Regions from separate parts of the Mus musculus genome. Here region 2 is linked to region 1. The links are chromatin contacts, called in public HiChIP or PLAC-seq maps. All regions are on one chromosome and are shown on one strand. Each heading gives the region's core, a stretch centred on a gene start, on an enhancer-like site or on the middle of the called end of the contact. The rest is flanking DNA. Distances are from core to core; before and after follow the strand shown.

Region 1 (7,183 bases), core at 1,661-4,160:
CCACTACTCACACCTGAACAAATCAGTCTGTTTTTTTCCTGAAGTGTAGTACACGCTTGCCTCCTGGCACCCGCTCAGGTAAATGGCAGATCCAATCATCTGGCTGAAGCAGACCGTGGTGAGGTCATTATCCTGAAGCACTCTGTTAGGAATCTCAGGGAACCAAGGACTGCTAGTCTAATTAGGCAAGCAGTTCACGAGGAAGAGGCCAGAAGAAGAAGAGATTTGAGGGTTATCCAAAATATGTTTAGAAAAGGCCAGTCTACCAGCAAAGGGGGGGGGGGGTGTCTCCCAAATAAAGAGAAGTTCTGGAATATTAAACCTTTTTACGACATATAAGCAGAGACAGAGACAGAGAGAGAGGAGAGAGTCAGATGGAGAGAGGGAAAGGAGAGTCAGAGAGATGGAGACAGACAGAGAGAGAGAGAGAGAGAGAGAGAGAGAGAGAGAGAGAGAGAGAAAGACAAATTTCCTCATTGGCATAAAGTGGTACCTCTTAAAGCCAATGGCAAGTGCATGAAGTGTTACTCTGGGCCTTGGCACTCTTGCTGGGAGTATCTCCAAAAAGACCCAGTCCTCCATCAAGAAGCAGATGTACACGGGAACAAGACAAGAAGGTAGTTGTGTTTTGGTCTGGCCTAATCTCACTCACTTAAGAATGCTAAGATTTAAGCCAAACTTGTTAGCTGGTGATCTTCCAGCTAGTTGGAAGGCTGAGGCAGGAGGATCCCAGCCACAAAGCCATCCTTGACAGTCTGGTAGCCTGGGTAACTTACTGAGACCTTACCTCAAAATAAAACTTGAAAATAGGATTGAGGGTGTAACTCAGCTGTAAAGAGTTTGCCTGGTATGCTCAAGGCCCTAATTACAGCAAAGATTTCCCAGTGCCAGTTCACTCTTTGCCTCTGTCTGCCCTTCTCCAAACAAGGCCACGTGTCCCTGCCCCAGATCAGAGACTAGGCTCCTGAGTGCTGACTCGCCCATCTTTTTTCTCTTGTCAAAAAAGAAAATGTCCATGTCATTAACAGTCTGTGCTTTTTGACATTTTTTATTGGCTATGTTATGTATTTACATTTCAAATGTTATCCTCCTCCCAGGTTTCCCTTGAAACCCCTCCTATCGCCTTCCCCTTCCCCCTGCTTCTATGAGGGTGCTCCCCAACCAACTACCCACTCCAGCCTCACCTCCTTAGCATTCCCCTGTGCTGGGGTCTAAGCCTCTATAGGACCAAGGGATTACTAGATAAGGCATCCTTTGCTACATAGCAGCTGGAGCCATGGATCCCTCCATGTGTACTCTTTGGTTGAAGGAGTTTGCAACCCCATAGGAAGAACAGCAACCAGGCCCCCACCCCCACCCCCCCCAAGAGCTCCCGGCTTTTTGACATTTTCAACTTTAGATGATATATGATTGATATTGAGAACATTAGTTTATTCTGGGGGTAAAAGTTTAGGTTAAGGTAAGACCAACACAGGTTTGGCTTTGGGCAGACATAGAGGTATAATTGCTTAGAGTAACCTAAATCATGAGCCTTAACCCCAGTGATCATCTCTTTGATTCTCTTTCCTTCCTCCCCTCCTCCTCCTCCCCTCTTCTTTTCTCTCTCCCTCCCGTTCTTTCCCTCCTTAGCCCACTTTATCCTCCTCCTGAAACTTTTTGATATTTTGAGATAGTATCGCACTATGTAGATCAGATTGGCATTGAACCCGAGAACCTTCTCTGTCACTCTCCGAGTGCTTGGATTAGACATGGGAACCACCATGCTGGGCCCTGATGGTGGTTTCTAAAATGTTGAAAGAACGAGCACACCACTGGTTTTTCAATGCTGCTCTTTTCTTTTGATCAAAATGCTAAATGCGATAGCTTCGGCTCACTGGCTCACTTTATGTCATTTAAAAGATGCTTTTAAAATTTTATGTGTATAAATGTTTGTCTCTGTGTGTATGTAACCCACATCCACATGCATGACTTTGCCTGTAGAGATCAGAATAGGGTGTCAGAACTCCAGGAGTTGGAGTTAATGATAGTTGTGAGCTACCATGCGTAGGTGCTGGAAAACAAACATGGGTCTTTTCAAGAGCAGCCAGTGCTCTTAACTGCTGAGCCATCTCCCCAAGTCGTATCATTTTATGTTATCTTATGTGCAATGAGCAAAATTAAGGAAAAATCAGTTTGGAAGAGACTCATCAGTGGGACTTGTGCACTGGGAATGTGTCTGTATTGTGCTTCTCGCTTCTATGTTACTTCAGCTGGCACTGCAATGAACAGGCTTATTTCAGGAGACAGTTTTAAAACACAGTTACATTTTATTACTCCTTTAAAAGTACATTGGCAAAGTCCACATCACCAAGGAGTGTGTTTAATTTAATCTTTTACTGAGTGTAGCCCTTGTCCTGTTTATGACCCAAGACTGATGCCTCAGCCCATAAATGTGGCTTCTCTGAAGCCATACTGAACATACATGCAGCCCTCCGACAAGACAGCATTTAACAACCTTTTTTTTTTTTTTTAACTAATCGAAAATTGCTTCTCTCAAGTTCCCAGAGAGGCATGGACGCTAGCATGGCCCACGCTTTGCTGGAAAAGCACAGGATGTTTTAGAGAAGGTAGTTCTGACTGCTGGAAAACATCTTGAATTGTTGAAGGTCTAACAGACTCGAGAAAGCCCCGGAGAATCAATGGAAGAACAACACGATGTAATGGCTTTTAAAAGATGGGAACCAGAATGAAAAAAAAAAAAGCTTTAATTCATTTCAGAAAGAGATGTCAACTCAGTGTTTGTGGATAAAGTTGCCAGATAATCTTTCTCAATTCCAAATTCATTTTTGGGGGTTTGGAAACCAGACAGTGTCAGGCACCAAGAAAAGTCTCAAACAGTTGGCGCCATCTAGTGGTTGTGAAGGACAAAGCCAGAGCGCGAACCGATTCCAGGCTAGTAAGCCCACACACTTCTGGAAATAGCCCTGTAGCTTTTCTGCACGGGATTCGGGTTTGCATGGTAAGTACTTTTACATACTGGGTTGTCTAGGATGCTTTCCCAGTAAGCACTTATCATAATCCTAATAGTGAAGTGGCTCACCCTTTCTAGGATCTCAGAGAAGTATCTGATTCAAGGTCATTTGGATGAAGTGAATAGGCGACAAATTGAAGTTTTCTGGTAACTATTCAGTCGTGGCCTCTCCAAAAGCACACAGCATTCTCAGAGAACACTTAAAAGGGAAAGTAAGCCCTTGGAGAGATGGTCCTTGTAGAAGATCACATCTCAGTTCCAAAAGTCCCAATAGGAGCCTCACAATTGCCTGTAAACTCCAGTTGCAGAGGCTCCAACACCTTCATTTGGCTTTCTCGGGTACCTGCACACACGTGATGCATGCTCAAATAAATATGAAAAAAGAAACTCACAAATATGAATCCATTTGACCTTTGTGTAGCATGTATACATGGGTTTTCAAAGAATTATTTTAAATATACTTTATGTATAAACCAAAGGGCAGAGAGACCCTTCCATCGTGGAGTGAAAGTTCCAAACATGATGATGAGCATATTCGTCTCAGCTCCAAACTTCGTCTCTGCAACTCCCTCCATGGGCGTTCCACTCCCAATTCTAAGAAGGGGCAAAGCGTCCACACCCTGGTCTTCATTCCTCCTGAGTCTCATGTGCTTCGCAAATTGTTTCCTATATCTTGGGTATTCTAAGTTTCTGGGCTAATATCCACTTATCAGTGAGTACATATCATGTGAGTTCTTTTGTGATTGGGTTACCTCACTCAGGATGATGCCCTCCAGGTCCAACCATTTGCCTAGGAATTTCGTGAATGCATTCTTTTTAATAGCTGAGTAGTACTCCATTGTGTAAATGTACCACATTTTTCTGTATCCATTCCTCTGTTGAGGGGCATCTGGGTTCTTTCCAGCTTCTGGCTATTATAAATAAGGCTGCTATGAACATAGTGGCGCATGTGTCCTTCTTACCGGTTGGAACATCTTCTGGATATATGCCCAGGAGAGGTATTGCGGGATCCTCCGGTAGTACTATGTCCAATTTTCTGAGGAACTGCCAGACTGATTTCCAGAGTGGTTGTACAAGCTTGCAATCTCACCAACAATGGAGGAGTGTCCCTCTTTCTCCACATCCTCACCAGCATCTGTTGTCACCTGAATTTTTGAGCTTAGCCATTCTGACTGGTGTGAGGTGGAATCCATCCCATAATCAGCCTCTAAATGCTGACACCATTGCATACACTAGCGGGATTTTGCTGAAAGGACCCTGATATAGCTGTCTCTTGTGAGACTATGCTGGGGCCTGTCAAACACAGAAGTGGATGCTCACAGTCAACTATTGGATGGATCACAGGGCCCCCAATGGAGGAGCTAGAGAGAGTACCTAAGGAGCTGAGGGGATCTGCAACCCTATGGGTGGAACAACAATATGAACTAACCAGTGTGCCCCCCCCCCCCAGCTTGTGTCTTTAGCTGCATATGTATCTGGCCTTGTTGGCCATCCGTGGAAAAAGAGGCCCAAAGAGGCCCATTGGTTGTGCAAACTTTATCTGCCTCAGTGCAGGGGAACGCCAGGGCCGGGAAGTGGGAGTGGGTGGGTGGGAGAGTGTGTGTGTGTGTGTGAGGGTGTGAGGGACTTTTGGGATAGCACTGGAGATGTGAATGAAGAAAGTACCTAATTAAAAAAGAAAAAAAGAAAAAAAGAAAGAAAGAAAAGAAGAGAAAAGAAAGAATGAACATATTCTTATACATATAAAAGAAAGCAAAGCAAAACAAAAACCATGGCAGCCCCCCCCCCCAATATATTGCAGTTGTGTGGAGAAAAAAAATGGGTGTATTGCTGTTAGAAGAATCCACGTCAAAAGAGAAATAACAATTTAGTGTGTCACAGCAGAAGGCACGATGAGGGGGGTTTTGTTTTATTGTATTTTATTTCATTCTATTTTGTTTTGAGACTGAGACTCATTGACTAACCTAGAACTTGTCCTTAAACTCTCAGCAGACTCCAAGTCAGGCTCCCAAGGGCTGGGATTTACAGGCAAGCACAGCTGAACCCAATACATGGAGTTTTTGTGTGTATGTGAGTGTGTCTGTGTGTGGGAAGGCACAGGTAAGTGTAGGTGTCTGTGGAGGTCAGAGGTGTCAGGCCCTTCTGTAACTGAAAGTACAAGTGATTGTAATCCATACAGTGTGGGTCTAGGGACCCAAACTTGGGTCCTCTGCAGGAGCGACATGTGTTTTTGATTATCGAACCATTTCTGCAGCCCCAAGACACAGGTTGTAGAGTAGAGACATAGCAGTAATCAGACTATGCCTGCTCTGTTGTAGAAGTGAGCATGGCCTTCTGGGTTTTGCTTGTCTTGGGTGTAACTAGATTTTAGGGAAGCACACTGTGACCCGGTATAGGACAAGCCACCACCATTTGTGAGCCGTGTGGCTGAGCACAGCGTTCTCACTCATGCTGTGGTAAAGGTTACAAATGTCTCAGAAGCTTTTGTGACAATGAAGCAAGTTCATGCTTGGAAGCTTCTGCCATAGAGGGCGGTCCTCAGTGGGCGCGTGAGGAGTCTCTAGGGGATGTGAAGCTGAGGGTCCTCAATGGGCGCATGCGCATGGGGAGTCTCTAGGGGATGTGAAGCTGAGGGTCCTCAGTGGGCGCATGCGCATGGGGAGTCTCTAGTGGCTGTGAAGCTGAGGGTCCTCAGTGGGCGCATGCGCGTGGGGAGTCTCTCGTGGATGTGAAGCTGAGGGTCCTCAGTGAGCGCATGGGGAGTCTCTCGTGGATGTGAAGCTGAGGGTCCTCAGTGGGCGCATGCGCGTGGGGAGTCTCTCGTGGATGTGAAGCTGAGCTTCTTAATCACTTATATATGGAGTTAACCACGGAGGCAGTCGATTCCATGAAGGAAACAGCTCATCTGTAATATGGGATGTTTTCTGTCGAGGAAGATCGTGAGGAGGGTTAGTGGGAGATCATTTAATACAATTCATGCGTGCAGTTTCTATTGTAACAGGAGTTACGAAATGGGCTCTAATGTGAATTTGTGTTGATGAGGACTTTGCATTGAACCAGACCCTTTAAAAATGTTGAACATTTAGATTGAAAGATTGCTATATATTTTTTATGTGTGTGTATGTGATGGCGTGTTGGGGGTGGGTGCATGTGTCCCTGTAATGTGTGAGTGTGGAGGCCCCAGCAGTTATTCCTCTTGGTTTTTGAGAACAGGTCTCTCACTGAGATCTGGGGCTTGCTGCTTAGGCTAGGTTGGCTGGCCAGTGAGCCCCAGGAACCCCCTAGTCCTCCATACCACGGTTTTTAATGTGTGTTTTGGTTACCTGACTCGGGTCGCTATGCCTGTATAGCAATCACTTTACCAACTGGTTCACCTCCTAAGACCAGAGACTATTAATGTTTTTATTAAGCGTTCAAATTGCAGAATACATTGGTGAAAGCTTTACAAAATAGCAGAAATGTTCAACTCAGTGGAATATGTAGCAATTACACTAAAGGCACCTTTTCTTAATTAGGGGCTCATAGGTCTTCATAAGGGCATCTCCAAATGCATATATGCACATTTCAATATTTTGCTGGCTTCAGTAGGACCAAAAAGTCATGCATACACCAGTCATGAAGTACAGTATCTTTAGAATAAAAAGCATTTCCAAGGACTAGATTCTTCCATAAACTTGACAATTATCTGGCTAAGTGTGATTCTCTGGGTTGTACTTAAGACCTTGAAAGAGAATGTGGTGTTACAGGTGCGACCAGATTGCTATTAAAGGATGGGAGTTTATCCTCCAGCATTCTTTGGGGGAAAGTAGGAGTCAAATGTGACTCCCTGGTCTCATGTCGTCTTTACCAAGGTATTCATTCACAGAGCTAGACAAATAAATACCACTTCTAAACTTACAACATGGTGCTTTGCCTAAAGACGGCATTGATGATGAAGCACCAATTATTGCCACATCACGTATAGCAAGTGCATCCAAAGTATTTTCATTCTTTGAAAACACACACACACACACACACACACACACACACACACACACACACTGAATCCTCATCAATTTTTCTTAATTGTGGAGTAGCTGGCAAATTTCCCCAGCTTTCTTTGAATTCTTCAGAGAGAAATAAGAACTTTCTCTGCCCAAGCGATTTGGAGCTAGTGGCTTCTTGCTGTGTTTC
Region 2 (6,604 bases), core at 2,372-4,871, 510 kb before region 1:
GAAAATAGTTGAACCACCTAGAGATAGCTATAACACTTAGATGTATATTGTACATTGTTGTCTTTATTCATACCCTCCATTCATATTTACACAATTTAGACACTCAACTGAGCAAAATTAATCATTTTAAGCATATACAATAATTTCATTTTCATATTATTTGTTGAAAAGTCTTTTCCTGTTAAAATTTCCACAGCACACATAGGCTGTGGTGGCATACGTCGTTGATCCTTGTTCTTGGGAGGCAGAGGCAGAAGGATCTCTGAGAGCTCCTGTCCTGCCTGGTTTATATAATTCCAGTCACACAGAGTAACTCTCTCTTTCTCAAAAAAGATCTCACAACATTATATGCATACATAATGTGTGCGTTTCCCCTGCTGCTGTGATGAAATACTCTGAAAACGCTACGTAAGGGAAACATATTTTAGTTTACTGCTCAAGGTACAGTCCTCAAAGAGGGACGTCAAGGCAGCAAGAGCTTGAAGCAGCTTCTCATACCACATCCCTAATCAAGAACTAGACAGGGATGAATTCTAGAATCCCCTGCCGAGGCAAGAGTCCCAACCATAATTATGATGCGTCCTTTCACATCACGATCAATATAATCCTTCAAAGGCATGCTCAGGGGCCCATCTCCCAGGTGGTCGGAGATTCTGTCAAGTTGAAAATTAACACTAACTACCACCACAGTCAACATTCTTTTGATTTATATTTTACTTTGGGGTGTTGGACATGAATCCAAAGATGTGATGCATGCTGGATAAACACCCTACCAGGAAGCTGAATCCCTGGCCTGCTACATGGCTTTTAATGTTCCTACTGGGTTGTATCGAAACACTTTAACCAAGCCATGTTAGATGTTTCAGCTGTTTCATTTTTTTTTCTATATTACAAAGAATGATACCAGTTTTTTCTTTAGAATAATTCCAAGACTGAGGTTTCATGATGAAAGAGAAAACATGCTTATGAAAGTTATTATCATTGCCAACTTGTCTGGATTTAGAACACCTAGAAGCTGGGGAGGTACACAGCTGGCTGTGTTTGTAAAGGCTGAGTCCAGAGAGGTAACGATCTGTCTTGCATGTAGGTGGCACCATTCTATGGGCTAGAGGCCTGGATGGAATGAAAACATGAAGGGGGAATGCTAAGGGTGCACCCACATTTCCAGCCCTGCTGCCTGGCCCTCTGAGATGTGAACTGCCTCTCCTTGCCTTGCCCACCGTGACCAACTGAATGAACCTTTTGAAAGGATGCCAAAAATAATTTTTTTCCCCTTGAATTATTTCCGTCGGGTGTTTTTGGTCACAGCAATGGGAAAAGTAACTGGAGAAGTAGGGTCACTGCTGTAACTAAACTTGACAATGTGGTTCTTTGGCCTTTGGAACTGGTTTCCAGGAGGGGTTTGGAAAATGACACCATAATTATTAAAAGAGCTTGGTGCTGGCATTGAAACAGACACTCTGGCAGTGGATCCAAATATATGTGGAAATTTAATATGTGATATTACAAACTGGATGGGGAAAAAAGCTTTTTAATAAATGGTATTGGCATTGCTGTTTGAAAATAAAATAAAACTGGCTTGTTCATTAGCTCCAAAAACCAAAACAAATCTCAAAAAAGATCTGAGATTTAAATGGAAAAGAATTCTACTGATGTACTCAAAAAGGAAAACATGGTTTTTAAAAAATGTGTGGAGGAAGATTTTTAAAAAATACAACCTAAACCCCAGAATCAATAGAAAAAATAATTTAAATTGGGCTGGAACTTTGTAAATCTCCATGGGGAAATAATCCTTAAAAGTAAAATATTAAGAACTATTTCTGGTTTACTCTCCAAATAGCATTATTTACTTTGTTTCCCACATCCATCTATAATTTCTTAAAACACGCCTATAGTGACATATCAGGGGAAACAAAGCGGCATTTTAAATCCTCTTATGAAGTATGAGAGTTAATGTTATGGTCAAATGCCTGAGTTAATAGATCCCTTAATAAGTAGCCAAATACTGTTAGTTGTATGTTTCTGAGAGATGAGCATTTGAGTTGGTGAACTCAGTAAGTGCCCACTTACTGGAATTTAGGGTCAGAAAGCTACACGTGGGACTTGCCATAAGTGGAAATTAGTGCAGTGGAAAACTTATTAAGAGTTATGATGGCCTAAGTCTAGCCTCAGTTCTGCTTCCTCAAGTGAAGGGTTCTCACTTCCTCAGTGTTGGTCCTTGCTTTATTTTCTCTTGAGGAAGCAATGTTTCTGCTATGCCTTACAGGTTAGGTGAGTCCCACAGTCCATGGCTGTTTTATCTTCCTGCTTTGATGTATTTGTTTTTTCATGGCTGCTGAAAGGAAGTACTACAAACTTTTGATTTCAAACAGAAACTTGAGTCTGGTGAGGTAACTTATATTCTTGTCTTTCAGGACACCTTAAAACTCTGAAAATTTCTGGCCATCCAGAGCTACAGGATGAGTTCCAGGACTGCTTCAGCTATAGAGTTGAGCCTTTATCTCAAATCATAAAGAATAATGAATGAGATGAAACAGAACTTTGTTATATTCAAGTTCTGGAGGCAAGAAACCCAAAAGCAATTTCACTGGCCCAAATCCAAGTGTTTTGGGGGCTGCTGAATAGGCTAGGAGAGATTTCCCTCCTTATCTCTTCCAGTTTCGAAGACTACTGACTTTATTTTTTTTAGTGACCTTACTGGAATCACTGCCTTCCGCTTATTGAGTCTACAGTCAATTGCATTTAGGGCCCATCCTAATAACCTAGGCTAAGTTCCATCTCAAAACCCTTAGCTTATTCCACATAGGCTCTGATACCACATAAAGTAGCATTTGCAGGCTACACGGGATTAAGTCCTGACATCTCAGTGGCCCATGATTTGACGTACTGTCCCTCAGAGTTATTCTAAGGAGCAAATCTGCTCGTGCACTTTTTAGGCTGAGTACAGCATCTGACAGAAAAGTCCTGCGGTCTCTAACAACGCCTACCCACAGGGCTGCTGCTGCGTTCGAACAAGGCTCGGGTATAAAATCTGTAGTTTCAAGAGGGTTAAAGGATTAAGTAAAAGCCCGGCAGTGGTGGCGCATGCCTTTAATCCCAGCACTAGGGAGGTACGGATCTCAAAAGTTCTCGGAGTTCAAAGCCAGCCTAGTCTATAGTGCGAGTTCCAGGACAGTCAAGGCGACAGAGAAACCTGTCTCAAAAAAGTAAAAAAATGTGGCCTGTTAACAGACCTTGCCATTAGTATTTGCATATTCTTCTTTGCAGGAAGTCTTGCATCCGTTTACCTTGCTTTTCAAATACCTCTGGGCGGACTTCTCTACCTGGAAGTCCTTCCCACCAATCTAGCGCTCCGCCTACCCAACTTGGCATCTTCCCTAGGGCTTTGGGAAGCATCCAGGCCTCTGAGGTCTGTTCTCACTCTTGCCTGTCAAAATAGAGATAATTCCACCCGATTACACCTATTTTCCAAACTTTTTGGTTATCGTCACAACAGAACTATGTTAAATAATCCAGAGAGAGGTGTTTTCCTATATTCGGCTGGAAAACGGATGTGCAAATGGTTGAATTTAGACAGGCATCACGTGAGACAGCCCAAGAGCGGAGCGTCGGGTCCTTCACTCTAGGGTCGCTGAGGCCCCGCATGTGGCGCAGGCGCAGTGTCCACGACTCGCCATGCCGACTGTCAGCGTAAAGCGAGACCTGCTCTTCCAAGCCCTGGGCCGGACCTACAGTGAGTGCCCGCCCCGTGGCTTGGGCTCGGTGCCTGGGGAAGTCTGCTCGCCCTGCAGAAGAACGTGCTGGCGGCGTTCATGCCGCTACGTGGGGTTTGGCCCGGCACGGCCAGAGTCCTCAGGGGCGCGCTGCTGGGCGAGGAGACTCGGCTGCGCTGAAGTAGCTTCTCGGAACCAGCTCCGCGGTGGCTCCGTTGCATCATCAGCGCGTGTCGGGCTCTCCGTGTCATTCATTTAGAGACCGAGCTCCAACTCCGTGCCCAGCACGGACTTTGGTGTCGGGACACAGACGAGGAAACGTACCCTGGGTTCCATCACAACTGTAGGCTGTGGAACCAGATTGACAGCGAAGGGGAGACGTTTAAGAAAGATGCGGGTCTCACTATGTAGCCCAGGCTGTTTTCGAACTGTCGGTCTTCTTGCCTCAGTTTCTGAGTGCTGGGATAACAAGCGTGTGCCACCAAGCCCGGCATTGGCTTTATTTTAGTGTTGACCAGGCTCCAGAAGTGTGTCAGGCAGTGTTTGGGAGTAGAGCTGTGCACATGACACATACATGAGAAAAATAACAAACCATGATGTTAGTAAAACGGTTTATTGGACATGCTAAATGTTTCTGGGAAAGGAAACCAGGTTTTGTGCAGGGGTAGCATTTGATAGTTAACATTGATTTGACCCCTAAATGGAATCACTTCTATGGGCTTAGCATTCATGACACACTTCCCTCTTTCTCAGTTCTAAAACTAAACCATTGTGGGGGGGGGGGGAAGGGAGGTAAATATTAGTCAAATTATCATTTCCAACACAGATGTAGTAAGTTGAAATGGTATCAGCCTCACCCTGTAGTTATCAGCTTCTATAAAGGTCAGAGCGAGTGTTTTATGAGAGCCTCCTTGTTTTTGAGTATTAGAGGCCAAAATTAGAGGACAAAATGGAGCAGGTTCATAACACCACAGTACTGATGTCGTACAAGTAAACTTTTAAGATTTTTTTTTCCTAAGGATGGACTTTAGATATTACTCACCCCCTGTGTTTGTCGGATTTTGTCGTTGTTCTTTTGGAGACAGAACCTTATTCTGAAGTCCAGGCTGACTCTAAACTTGTGGCAATCCTCCTGACTCAGTCTCCCAAGTGATACAATTATAGTTGTGACCAAGGCCTTAGAAACAGGAAATCGCTTTGCTTTTGGAATGTGGTTTTAATTTCCTAACCAGTTTCCCTTATATAGTAAGCTTATTAATATACCTCACTTGCCCTGTTACTCTAAATCATATTCTCTCTCCTGGTGGTCACTGTCTCTGAAGTTCATATGATGGTGTGTGGCAAGATGAACAACTTGGAATCAGTTCCTAGTCAGACCCTTATCTATGGAAAAGTACCAGATTGTCCAAATTTTAAAAGACAATGAGGCTTATGACCTGCTCGCAATCATCAGATAATGTTTTAATACATTCCCTGGCTGTTTCCTTTTCCTTCCACTTTAAAATGGTGAGTGATCCAACAAGCTTGGTTTCCCCACACCGACTGTGAACTGTAGGCTCTTTTGAAATTCTTTCATACCTATTGATGGTATTTAAGGTATACACCAGATGGGTTAGTACTAATCTTCATTGTTTCTCTTGCCTTCTTTCTTGAAATCTTTTTAAATGTCAGCTCAGTGGTGGTTGGAGTTGGAAAAGGCTATTCACCAGAACAGGTAGTTTCCAAATGAAGTGTGGGTGTCATTTGTTTTTTGTTTTTTTTTTTGTTTTTTTCCATTTTTGTTTGCCTCTTTCTCTTTTTTTGTGCTCTTACATGTCACCTTATTGAGCCCTCTAGGGCTGCTGCCCATCTGAACCCCACTGTCATTTCCAGCTGCCGTCACCTTCCATTTCTCTTGGCAGTTTTTGTTGCCCAGGGCATTTCCTTTCCCCTGTTGCCCTTGGCGCAGCTCTGTCTTCCTAATCCTCCTTGCGATTGCCTTTCTGTTCAGTTGTGTTCTTGTTACTTACTTTTTGTTTGTTCTTTGATATTCATTTTCTTGTGAACTGGTTTCTGATTGCTCTTCAGCCTGGGCCCTGTTCTAGCTTGGTACAGTAAGTACTGTCAGAGCCACCTGTGTGCCACACAGGTTTTTAGGTTTACCATTTTATTGTAGGGACTTATTCATGGTTTTACTTTTGCTTCTTTCTTTCATTTAAGTTTTAAAAATATAGCTTAAAGGAATAAGGAATAAGATTCAATATATTCTAGTAATGCATACAATTTGATTTATTGCCATTTGGCTGACAAGATTTTTGCATATTACAAAGTGAGTGTTTGCTACTTAGTTTCTGATGGTTAAGATTTGATATTTGGTGGTCCTGTATTTTACTCCAAGTTGCAGATCTGAAGTGGGGTCAAGAGCTCATTGGGGCTGGAGAATCTGCTTCTAAGTTGTTTCTTAAGTCATCACCATCTTTATTATTATTTAGACTTAAACCAATTTATATGTATTAGTGTTTTGCTTTGCATCAGATGCGTGTCTGGTGCCTGTGGAGGCCAGAAGAGGGCATCAGATGGCCTGGAACTTGAGTTACAGATGACTGTAAGCCACCACGTGGGTTCTGGGAATCAAACCTGGGTACTCTGCAGTAGTAACAAGTGTTCTCAATTGCTGAGCCATCTCTCCTCTGCTAAGTTTCCTTAAGCGGTTTCATTAAGCGGTTTTGTTTACCCACTGATGTTTTCCAGTTCCTTCTACCTTGGCTTTTGTTAATTTGTCCCAGAAGGAGAACTCTTGAGAGAGCAGGTAAACGGGAGCGCTTAAGTACTATCCTCTGTGTTTGATAATTGCTCAGACATGCTATTCCATCCTTTTCCATATTCTGTTGGTGACAGAGACCAATCCTGAG

What was found. HiChIP or PLAC-seq counts read pairs in DNA pulled down with a chosen protein or histone mark.
Region 2: a contact with region 1 is called in an H3K4me3 HiChIP or PLAC-seq map of embryonic basal ganglia, with 6 times the contacts expected there. The contact joins the promoter of Farsb here to the enhancer-like site in region 1. A contact is called at or near these places in 6 of 39 promoter capture datasets (the 3T3-L1 cell line, the C10 cell line, the SN4741 cell line and 3 more), 1 of 15 datasets of contacts at CTCF or cohesin (large pre-B cells) and 3 of 115 datasets of contacts at active chromatin or transcription factors (embryonic basal ganglia, embryonic midbrain and kidney).

The regions. Positions count from the first base shown.
Region 1 is chr1:77,974,593-77,981,775 of GRCm38.p6, reverse strand. No RefSeq gene overlaps it. Among named protein-coding and RNA genes, the nearest start is that of Gm26263, 80 kb to the right of the region's middle. Within about 2 kb of position 2,910, at least 6 of the 459 cell types and tissues checked have an H3K27ac peak or open chromatin away from gene starts, as enhancers often do.
Region 2 is chr1:78,485,914-78,492,517 of GRCm38.p6, reverse strand. Farsb (phenylalanyl-tRNA synthetase, beta subunit) reads left to right here and starts at 3,621. Exons shown (of 17, transcript NM_011811.4): 1 at 3,621-3,733. The coding sequence starts at 3,676.